Linked DNA regions of Neogale vison: region 2 is linked to region 1. The links are chromatin contacts, called in public Hi-C maps. All regions are on one chromosome and are shown on one strand. The core of a region is the stretch at or near the end of the contact, and the rest is flanking DNA. Distances in the headings are between cores, read along the strand shown.

Region 1 (5,280 bases), core at 714-3,213:
AGATAAAAAGTCATCCTTCCCCAAATATGGGTGATTTGGCTTATTTTGGTTTCCTGAAAGTTTCATACCTCTCTCACTTCTAGGCTTCACCCTATGCTGTCCCTTTAGCCCTCACCCTATGCTGTCGCTTTAGCCCTCTTTCCCCAGGATGAAGATTTCCCTGGTGATCTTTCTAGCCAAGCCAGATAGCCAGATATCATATTGTACTAAAACTGTGCATTTAACCATTAGGTTATGTAACTAGATAGGGGCTGTCTTTGCCACTGTTGTGTACTCAGTACCTCACAGGGCTAAATTTTCATCTTTTTCATTTTTAAATTTATTTTATTTTTTAATAGTTTTTATTTAAGTAATTTCTATATCCAGCATGGGGGTGGAACTCACCCCCCCGGGGGATCAAAAGTTACTGCTCTTTGCACTGAGCCACCCAAGCGCCCCAGGGCTCAATTTTTAGAAAAAAATCTCTTCCGCAATGTGAAGAATTAAAATCGAATTTGGTTCTCAGTCCATTGACTACCTTGACTTTTCTCAAGAGGAATGACTTTTCAAAACCAAACAGTAGTTTTTAAACAAATGGATCTTCTAAACGTACTAAGTTTTGGAAATTTTTATAGGTCTTTTTTCATGCAGTATCCCTGCAAACATTCATTATCTAGGAATACTGGGGATTCTTTCCCCCTTAATCTCATACAAAATGGATTTGAAAACTCGCTTTCAAAGCCTTGCCTGGGATTTCATTCTACTGAGCGTATACAACACAGAACACCCCTATGAAATGGCAAACAAAAGTGCAATGCACAGGGATACCTAATCCCTCGTGAGCGAGTCCACCTCAAAGGGCTAAGCGGAAGCCGCAGCAAGACGCACCGGTTTCTACAGCATCCCTCTTTTTTTTTTTTTTTTTTTAAAGATTTTATTTATTCATTTGACAGACAGAGACCACAAGTAGGCAGAGAAGCAGGCAGATAGAGAGGAAGGGAAGCAGGCCCCCCGCAGAGCAGAGAGCCCGATGCGGGACTCGATCCCAGGACCCCGAGATCACGACCCGAGCTTGCCCGGCCTTTTGCTGCTCTCTAAGCCCCTTGGGGTCCCGATCATTCCTCGCGCCTTCATATGCCCTCGGCCTGGGGCACCCGGACTCTCCTTCCCAGGCAGATTACTGGACACTACCCCTGGACTAAGGAGGACAGCTCTAGATAGCTTGGTCTCCAAAATACGTGAGGAAATAGGAGAAGGAAAAAATCCTGTCAAAGAAAAATTGGCAGCCAAACCTACAGTGCTCACCGAATCGACGCTCTCAACCTCCATCCGCGCTAACCGTTGGCTCGAAGGCCCCTACAGGCGACGTCGCAGTGGCTCCTGGGGACTGTAGTTTCTATCGCCCACAGAACGCGTCTGTACATCAAAACTACATTTCCCAGAAGTCAATGCGAGGACGCCCTGCCTTCTTAAATCTCGGTTTTGGCGTAATAATGAGACTGTCACTATTTTCAGACTAATTTTAAATTTCGATTCAATTTCTTCCAGATGTGTGTTTACGCCCTCTTTCTTTGCCGTGCTTGTCTTGTCTGTAATGGTTTCAGTGTACTTCAACTCCTTACTTTTCTCTCCCCTTCTCCAACCGGGAGAATCCCAACGTCAGAGGACGAAAAACGCCACCGACGCAAAAATGCCCCTTAGGCGCATGCTCCCTGCTCGCATCACGCATGCGCAGCAGCCGGCAGCAGTTGGCGGCCGCTCGCGGACTTGGGGTCTGGAGGTAGCCGGCTGGAGGGCGGGGCTTTTTCCGATGGCTTTGCCTCCGCGGGTCGCGTCTGCTAGGGCGGGGAAGAGGGCGCTGGGGCAGGGGCGGCTCCTGGGTTATGCCGGGCGGAGAAAGGGGAGGGGCTGGGGGGTGAGGACCCCATCTCCCCTCCCTGCTCCCGCCCTCTGGGCCGAGCCCCACCGATGGGGCTGGGCGAAGGGGCGGGCTCTGCGCCTCCCGCCTGGCTTCTCCGCCAGCTCCGCGGCCCGGCCCCGCTTTTGGGGATTGTGGCCCAGCCCTGTGCCCGTCAGGTTTAGTGGGCGGTGGGCGAGGACGCAGGTATAGGAAAAGAAAAGGCGTCTGCTCGGGGATCGGGAATCTTGGGGCCAGAGACACTTTCCTCCAACGCTGCAGCCGGGACAGCGGCTGCCAGAGGCGGCCGCCACCAACGAGCGACTGGGTCTCCGGCCGCGGCAGCCAGTGAGCAAGGGTTTGGCGAGATTTCCCCACCAGCTCCCGGCGGCAGCTGAGGGGTAGGGAGGAGCTGCAGGGGGCGGGGACTGGTGCCGGAGGAGGGGCGGGGTGGGAATGCTCCTGAGAACCCGGTGGCTGCCCAGACAAAAAACCCCGAATGGCTGGAGCGCCTTCAACTGTTACCAGCCTTTTTGGGCAGAGCACGGATTTGACAGCTCCACAACGTGAGGATATCCGCTGACCCCGCGAGACGGAGGAGAGCACTTCCCCGGGACTGCCTGTGCAGCAAAGCCAGCGCTGTAGGGTTTCAACTTTCCAACTTTTTTTTAGTCTCTGACAAGAAGACTGCCCCTTCATGTAGGAGAGGGTGAGTTCTGTCTCGCAGATTGGTTGAAAGCAATTAATATAAAAGACACTTCTGGTTCCAGATGTCTCCCAGACATTTGTGTTTTCATGACGATTCGATTTCTCTGATTTTATTCTTACATTTTTTCTCGTTTTAAAAATACAAAGTGCTTTTGGGGACATGCTGAAAGGTAACTGAAGACGGCAAAGAAAAAAAAATCTCCAGTTGTCATGGCTGAAGGGGAGAATGAAGTGAGATGGGATGGACTGTGCAGTAGAGATTCAACTACTAGAGAGACAGCACTGGAAAACATTAAGCAAACCATTTTGAGAAAAACCGAGTATCTTCGTTCGGTGAAAGAGACACCTCTTCGTCCATCAGACGGGCTTTCAAATGCTGTTTCTTTGGATGGGTTGAATAAACTTCTTGCTCATCTGCTGATGCTTTCTAAGAGATGTCCCTTTAAAGATGTAAGAGAGAAAACGGAATTTATTTTGAAGAGCGTCCAGGTAAGAAAACCTTGTAATTACAACCGTCCATCTCCATCTAGTACAGTGCAGTTTTACCTGCAGTTATTCACGTTGTATTTGCTGCTAGGTGGTTTTGTGAACCCATTACAAATTCATTCTACAGCTTAAATTTAGAGTGGCTTGGAAGACGTTGAATCTGGAGCCGAAACTGTGCAAGTGGAACTAAAATAAAAGCAGTTTTCAAATATAAGTAAACAAGAATTGTCCTTCTAGAGAGTTTTAGCAGGAACTGTATTCCTCCCAGAAAAATATGAGAAAGTTACAGTTAATTGCAAGTAAAGACTTGCTTTTCCTTATATTCATTTTTACATATTATTAGGAAGAATAGCCAGTATACTTTTCACATTGTTACAAACAATATTCTGTGTGGAAAGTTTCTTCATTTAAAAGCCTCTCAAATGATAAAGGATATTAAATGTTTCTTCACTTGTTCAGGATAATTGGTGAACTGTTTTCTCATGTTCTTTGAAGCAAAACAAGAAATCAGGGTCTGTTCTCCAAAAACTTTTTTTTTTTAAATGAATTACATAAAATAATAAAAGCCTCTGTTACAAAGAAGCTAACATCTTCAAATTAAAAAGTTGAATCCAGGTTGAGTGAATGGTAGAAACATTCATGGTAAATTATTCAATTCGTTTTCTCTGTGTTTGCCTCAATTGTTTGATTTTTCTTTTTCACATACGTACCTACTTAAGTTTCAGTGTAACAGATGAAAAATATTAGTTTTCCTCCTGTTTTGTATTGTGATCAATTTCTCCTGTTTTATTGGAAGATTTATTAGAAGGGTTTTGTTTGGGCTTGTTTGTTTAGAGAAAGGTTGTTTTTAGATCCTAAGAATGGTCAGTAACACTATGCTGGTCAGTCTAAATTACTCAATCCATGTGTTGTTCCAATTCATTTATGAGAAGTTCTTAAAACTTATAGTTTACTTGGATACACACACATGGATATGTAAGCTAAGATTAATAGTTTTTCTATTTTGGTTAGTTTAAAGCAACAGAAAAATAATCACGTCCATAAAATGAAGACTCTTTTCAAGATCTTGGGATATTTCTTCTCATAAACAGTTTGGACAATTCATTTATCCAGAGTTATCAGAGAGGAATTTTCTAGATACCTGAAGTTTACCCTTTAAAGCCTTGAAAGTTATTTCTCTCTTTCTTAGACTGCAGTGTCTAGAACAGCCATTTTTTCCCACAATGGGATCATCATTATACACATCAAGTACTATTGTTTAGCTGAGGGTGGAGTATATGGGACCACATGGTCCATATTTTTGGAATTTTTGTGTTTAGTTTTTAATAGTTTTTGTTTCTCCTCTTACTGTCAGTATACTTCACTTTGTTCTCTTCCTGAATCTTTAATTTTGCTGCTTATTTATATTCAAATGGGAAAGCAGATAACCAATTTAGTTAAGAATTGTATTGAAAACAGAAGTAATTAGGCTCTGGGGAGTGCAGGGTCGAAGGACTGTGATATATTGGTAAGTAAATGGGTACTAGAGTCAGACCTGGGCTCAAATTCTCCTCCCCTATTAACATCCCTTGTAAACTTGGACAAGTTAAGTTACTTGATCTCTCTGAGTTTGGATTCCGACATCTATGAAATGGGGATAATAACATAGAGCTGTTGTGAGAATTAAAGATATAAAGTACCCCAGTATAAAATGAATGCTTCTCCCCTTTTTCATAAGTGAAAGACCTGGACTTTATGATATGTATTTTAGGATTCATTCATCCTGGAAAAAAATTAAAGAGTCTCCTCCACTCTTAAGGTTTTCCATAGATTTATACTCTTCTTGCATCTCTGCATCTACTGCACTTAATTCTTGCTACTTTGTAGCAGGCACTCTACTTATATTGTGCTGTCGTCACAGGTTTATGTCTGTCCCCTCAGGAGGGCTGTTAAGTTCTCAAGAGTATTGGCTGGGACCTGGAAGCTATTAAATATCCAGTGGATGAACAAATTTATATTTGGCTTCTTTTTATTACTTCTCAAACTGAATAAAGTCACCAGATTAGGGAGTTTCCATCCCCAATCATTCATGCATGCCTTCATACAGCAAATGTTTATTGAACCCCTGGTGAATGCCATTCTAAGAGCTAAGAACCAGTGGTGAACAGTTTTGATATTTTACTGGAGAATCAGACCATAAAGAAATAAATAATGTAATTTCAGATAGTAAG
Region 2 (5,280 bases), core at 1,698-4,197, 530 kb after region 1:
TAGCTACATGAAAATACAATTAACCAAATCACAATTCATGGCTACTTTTGGTAATACTACTTTCCCACCTAGATTAAAAAAAAAAAATCAAATGCTATTAAGCAGTTACTCTCTTTAACTACAATAACAAGAGATGTTATTTGTGGGATTAAACTACTTGTGTAAACTTAAAAATCAAAGGAAAAGTGAAAACCCAACATTAAAAGTTAGTTAGGTAACTAACTTTCAACTAGCAGATTCTCTGCACCAAACTCAAAATACACAGGACTAATTTCAAGTTGGGAAATATGAAAAATATTCCAAACGCCTATATCCATTTTCTTAGACCCTGAAACTCACCCCTTTGACACTGTACCCTGGTATTAACAATCTGCTATTCACTTGGAAACTCAGTTTTAAAAGATATCACAGTAGCACTGCTTTGAAAAGGAATTCACGCTCAAGCTTTCTGTAAATGACCCTCATATCACACAACTGGCATTCCTTTGCAAAGCTATAAAATTAAAGCAAATGTAAGATTCATAATGTCAGCAGTTGTTTACGAAGAGATATGTGGAATAACTTCAAAGCACACATTTAGCTTTTAAAGTTTCTCAACAAGTCCTCTCCAATAGGAGCCATAAGAAATTTGGGGGGAAAAAAAAAAAACCAGCAACAAAGCAGATACTTTGTTTGCAAGGTTTTGTTTGGTTTGGTTTGGTTTGGTTTTAAGCAAATTAAAACTCTGAGGATTTCGGGGGGAGGTGGAATGAATGAGCCTGGTGATGGATGTTAAGGAGGGCACCTATTGCATTGAAACACTGGGTCTTATACACAAACAATGAATCGTGGAACACCACATCAAAAACTAATGATGTACTGTATGGTGACTAACATAATTTTAAAAAAACTAAATTAAATAAAGCAAATTAAAACTCAACACCCTAAATCCCCTAGTTTTTTTTTCACATACAGGTTCCTGTGTTCCAGTTCTCCACCAAGATTAAACTGTTCTTTCTGTATACACCTACTGGAACCCAGGAAGATGCAGGGCTCCCCCAAAAACCTTGAAGGAAAGAACTGAAGGAGGAAGGAACTATCTCATTAATTTAAAAAAAAAAAAAGATAACTTGCAAATAGAAGCAACTGATAAGCCGTAAGTGTCTCCAACTGTACAGGACTCCTCTGCCTGGTACAGACACATTCATGTCCTGGGGAAAGAGGCCAGGATGATGAGGTGCAGGAAGAGCAAAGCAGCTGGGTATCAGCAGCCCAGCAGGGGCACAGGAGTTAATCTGTTTGGATGCCCAACTGCAGGAAGTCATTACATCATAGGCCTTTCCACACCTCTCTCCCTACCACGTGTCCAGTGCCCCAAGAGGCTGAAAAGGAACAGTAGGGAGCCTCTCTTCTGGTTCACTTGTAGGGAGAAGCCATTACGGCCCAGCCCTGACACCACACCTCCCTGCCAAGGGCCGAGGTGAAGCTCCAGGCCTCGGTCCTCCAGACCTGGATCCGGCCTCAAACCTCGCCAGAGTCCAAGCCTCAAGGAGAGCAGCAGGTGTGGCTGGTCCGCCCGGAGGCCGCAGGGCTGGCCCGCTCCAGGGCTCAGAACATCTCAAGTTGGGGGGCAGGCTTACTGGAGAAACATCTCTAAGGAAGAAAGGTGTCAACACAGGCAAGTAAAGACATTCAGCCAGGAAAAGGTTTACAAGCACTGCTTTTTCTAGTGGGATCGTTGTGCCTGTGGGAACTAACACCCACAAGCCAGAAACTTCGACGCAAGGGTTTTCACCCAGCTAGTGACAACGACCATGCTCTGTAACCGACTGGAAACCACAAATCCAACCCCTCCTCCGGGTACCAAGTCCCAAGCACACCCCCACATCCCCTCACTGCACCCGCAAAGCCCTTCCCGCATCCCCACTACGGCTGATTTCTACTTCGAAGTTGGCGGAAGACCTACCTCGTCTGTGTCGTCCCGGGAATCCGGCAAACGCACTCCCGTCCGCCAGTCCTTCCCTCGCCGGTATCCCTCGCCCCCTCTCCTCACCCGCCCATGCCCGAGGCTTCCTGGGAAGCCTCCTTTCCCCGCCCTACCCTCCGCGGCCGACCCCAGGTTCCCCTCCTCTGGGGGTCACAGAGATCCCCCGAAACCTCACAGCGGAGGCTCTCGGTGCCAACCCTTCTCCCCAGCGCCCGCAGGCGCGCTCCAATGAATCGAAGGCGCGTCTCGCACTGCGCAGGAGGCCCGGCGGGTCCGGCCGCCCGCCCGAGGTGGGTACGCACCTTCCACCCCGCAGAGCTGTTGCTGTCACCCTTATCCTTGAAGTAGGGCACGCAGCGCACCATCCACTCGTAGATCTGGGACAGAGTGAGCCGTTTGTCCGGCGAGCTCTCGATGGCGCGAGTGATCAGGTCGGCGTAGGACAGGTTCCCCCAGGCGTTCCGCCGCGACGAGCATTTCCTCGGCTGCCCCGAGCCCCCAGCCGCCCCCGGCTGCGGCGGCGGTAGTGGCTGCTGAGGCTGCAGCGGCGTCTGCGTCCCCCCGCTCAGCGCGCCTGCCGCGGGGGCTGGCCCGGAGCCGGGGTCCTGCCCTCCGGGAGCGAGCAACCGGGCCGAGTCTTCAAGGAGCAGCCCGGAGCCTAGCGCGCCGCTCCCGCCGCCGCCGATCGCCATGGCCGAACCGGCCCTACCGCTGCCGTCCTCGTCGTCTTCATCGTCCTCCTCTTCGGGGATCATGGAATCGGCGGCCGTCTCCCCCGAGGGTTTGGCCGGGCTCCCCTGGAGCTCTGGCCTCTGCAGGGGCCACGTACAGGAGCGCGGCCGGCTCTGGGGTTCGAACTCCGGGTCCAGCTCCACTTCGAGCGGAGAGAGCGGGGCCGGGGAGGCCGGTGCCTCTGCCATCTTCGCCGCCCGCCCGCGGCTCGGGCTCTCGCGCTCGCCTCTCGCGCCGGGGCGGGGTGCGGCGGGGGAGGGACGGGGGCGCCGCGAAGGCTCGGGCTCCCAGGAGTCGTTGCCGCTACTGCCGCCGCCTGGGGAAGCACGAGAGAAGAGAGAAGGAGAGTTGGTTATCCCGGGCTGGAGCCCAGTCCTCCGCGACTCCGCGCCCGCCGCCGCCGCCAGGCAGACCTGGAGACGTGCGTCCCGCGAACCTGGCGCCGCAGACACCGCCCCCTGGCCAGGCCGCGGGGGAGCCGGGAGCGAATCGACGGGCTCGCACGGGGCAGCCCCCTCCCCCCGCCACCGGGGCCGCCCGATCTGCAGGTCCCTCCCGGGCTAGGTGGCTGGGCGGGGAAGAAGGGGGAGGGGCGGGGGCGGGGGGAGGGGCGCGAGCCGCGCCTTTAAAGCGGGCAGCGGCCAGAGCTGGCGCAGCCGAGCCGCGGTCGGAGCCCGGGCGGGCGTGCGTTTGTTTATGTTTCGCTCCGGCCCGCTCAAGTGCCTCCCGCGGCGCCGCAGCCAAAGTCTGTGGCGTCTTCCGCTCTTCTCCTGGTCCCCGGCCCTGCCGCCTCCGCGCCCCCTTGTACCCCCTTCTCCCCGCGGAGGGACCCGAGTCCGGGGACAGCGCGGGCAGCCCGCTTCTCCCCTCTTCGCCCGCGGGCCAGGAGGACGAACGTAGGTCCGAGCGCGAACTGGCTCCTGTCACTTCCAGAAAAAAGACGGGAAGCAGGGGGGGCAACCAGCGCGGCGGGTGTTTGCAAAGGGCCAAGCCAAGCAGGCACGACCACTTTGGGGGTCTGTATGGTTTATTTGCCCGCAGGCGCTGCACCCTCCACCCCCTTCCCAGGAAAGGACGGGGGGAGGGGGTAAGTCGGAACATAAATCTTCCAACAGGTCAGGAAGCGCCAAGTCTCCCAGGCTACCAGAAAACCCGGACCAGCACGTTCATCACCTCCTTGCTCCCGCTGCTGCCATCTTGACAGTTTTCCCCCCTTCACTCAAGTCCTTTAAAAATACTAACTGGAGGGAAGGGGGGCGCGCACACCGAGTCACGGGGAGGGAAAAGGGAAGCGCCTGGCCCAGCTCGGAAGCAGATCCGGAGTCACCGGGAAGGCGACCGCCCCGCTGCACAGCTCCGGCGCCTACCTCAGTTCCTTCCCTTCAGGGACGAGGGGGGAGGACGCACAATTCTGCGCGGACCCGGGGCACCGCGAGGAGGGGGCGCGCAACCTCGGCGAAGGAGAGGCGCTCCGGCCGCCGCCGCAGCCCGCCTGAGGAAACGCCTGTCAGCCTGTGCGCCGCCGCCTTCCACATTCCTCCTCCTCCCTTCCACGAGCAGGGCGGCCGCGGCAGCAGCACAAAGTTATAGACACACGCAGGGTGCCTCAACCTAGGCTGACGGCGGGCGGGTCCCCGCCCAGGGGGAGGGCTGGGCGGCAGGCCCGGGTGTGCTGTGTGCGTGCGTGCGTGTGTGTGTGCGTGTGTGTGTGTGTCTATGTGGGCTCGCTCGCGCGCGCGCCTGCGCCGCCGGGCTCCGCGGGACTGCGGGCGTGGGTGTCAGGGAGCGCGCGGCGGCCCGGGACCGGGCGGGCTCCCGCAGCCGTCCCCGCCGGGCTCCCCCTCCCTCCCGAGGGCCTCGACGACAACAAAGCGCGGCGCTGGCCTAAGAGAAGAGGGAGGGGGAGAGCGGAGACCCTAACGCTCCACGAGCGCAGTCGCGTGGCCTCTCAGACTCCGGGCAGGGCGCCTGGTACCGGGGGTCCCCGGCGGGCGCGTCCGTCCCCCGGGCTCTGGGCCCGCCCTGGTGTCCGGTTCCCGGTTAGAATCGGACACCAGGCAACACGCGAGATAAGATGCTGACCGCGGATCGCAGAGATTACCACGGCGTGGAAATACAAGCGAAAATGTTGGTGCCTTACAGGACTTCGATAAACTGATGCCTTCAGATTTGATCGGGCACCGAGAGGTCTGCAGCCGAGTCTCTTACCTAGGACGCCCGACGCAGCGGTTCACTCTCCAGGGATTTCACGGCAGAGGAGGGGAGAAGTGTAACTAACTCAGGAGAAATGCAAATTATTCCCCATTCCTAAACTCAGGAGCAGATTTTGAACAATTATGAATGGGAAATACTTTGATTCTAACTTGTAAATGACTCCAGAACGGCTACTTGTGCATTTTTGAGTTTTTAAAAAAGATACTTCTTTAAGTTTAGACAAACATCTTAGGAGTCCTTATCCTGTCAGTGCCTAAATTGTTCATTTGTGCGTTATGAATGCACTACCTGCGACACGCACACCAAAACTCGATCCACTTTGGTTCATAAATATCTCTTCCCACCTTTTTTCTTAAATCCTTCTAAGT

What was found. Hi-C and Micro-C count contacts between places; a contact is called where the count stands out from the background.
Region 2: a contact with region 1 is called in a Hi-C map of muscle, with 11 times the contacts expected there. The contact joins the promoter of FOXO3 here to the promoter of SESN1 in region 1. A contact is called at or near these places in 2 of 3 Hi-C or Micro-C datasets (fibroblasts and muscle).

The regions. Positions count from the first base shown.
Region 1 is chr1:23,018,515-23,023,794 of ASM_NN_V1, forward strand. SESN1 (sestrin-1) reads left to right here and starts at 1,964. Exons shown (of 10, transcript XM_044244513.1): 1 at 1,964-3,073. The coding sequence starts at 2,795. CEP57L1 (centrosomal protein CEP57L1) reads right to left here and starts at 1,369. Exons shown (of 11, transcript XM_044244460.1): 1 at 1,285-1,369. The coding sequence starts at 1,308.
Region 2 is chr1:23,547,893-23,553,172 of ASM_NN_V1, forward strand. FOXO3 (forkhead box protein O3) reads right to left here and starts at 2,948. Exons shown (of 3, transcript XM_044244534.1): 1 at 2,269-2,948. The coding sequence starts at 2,886.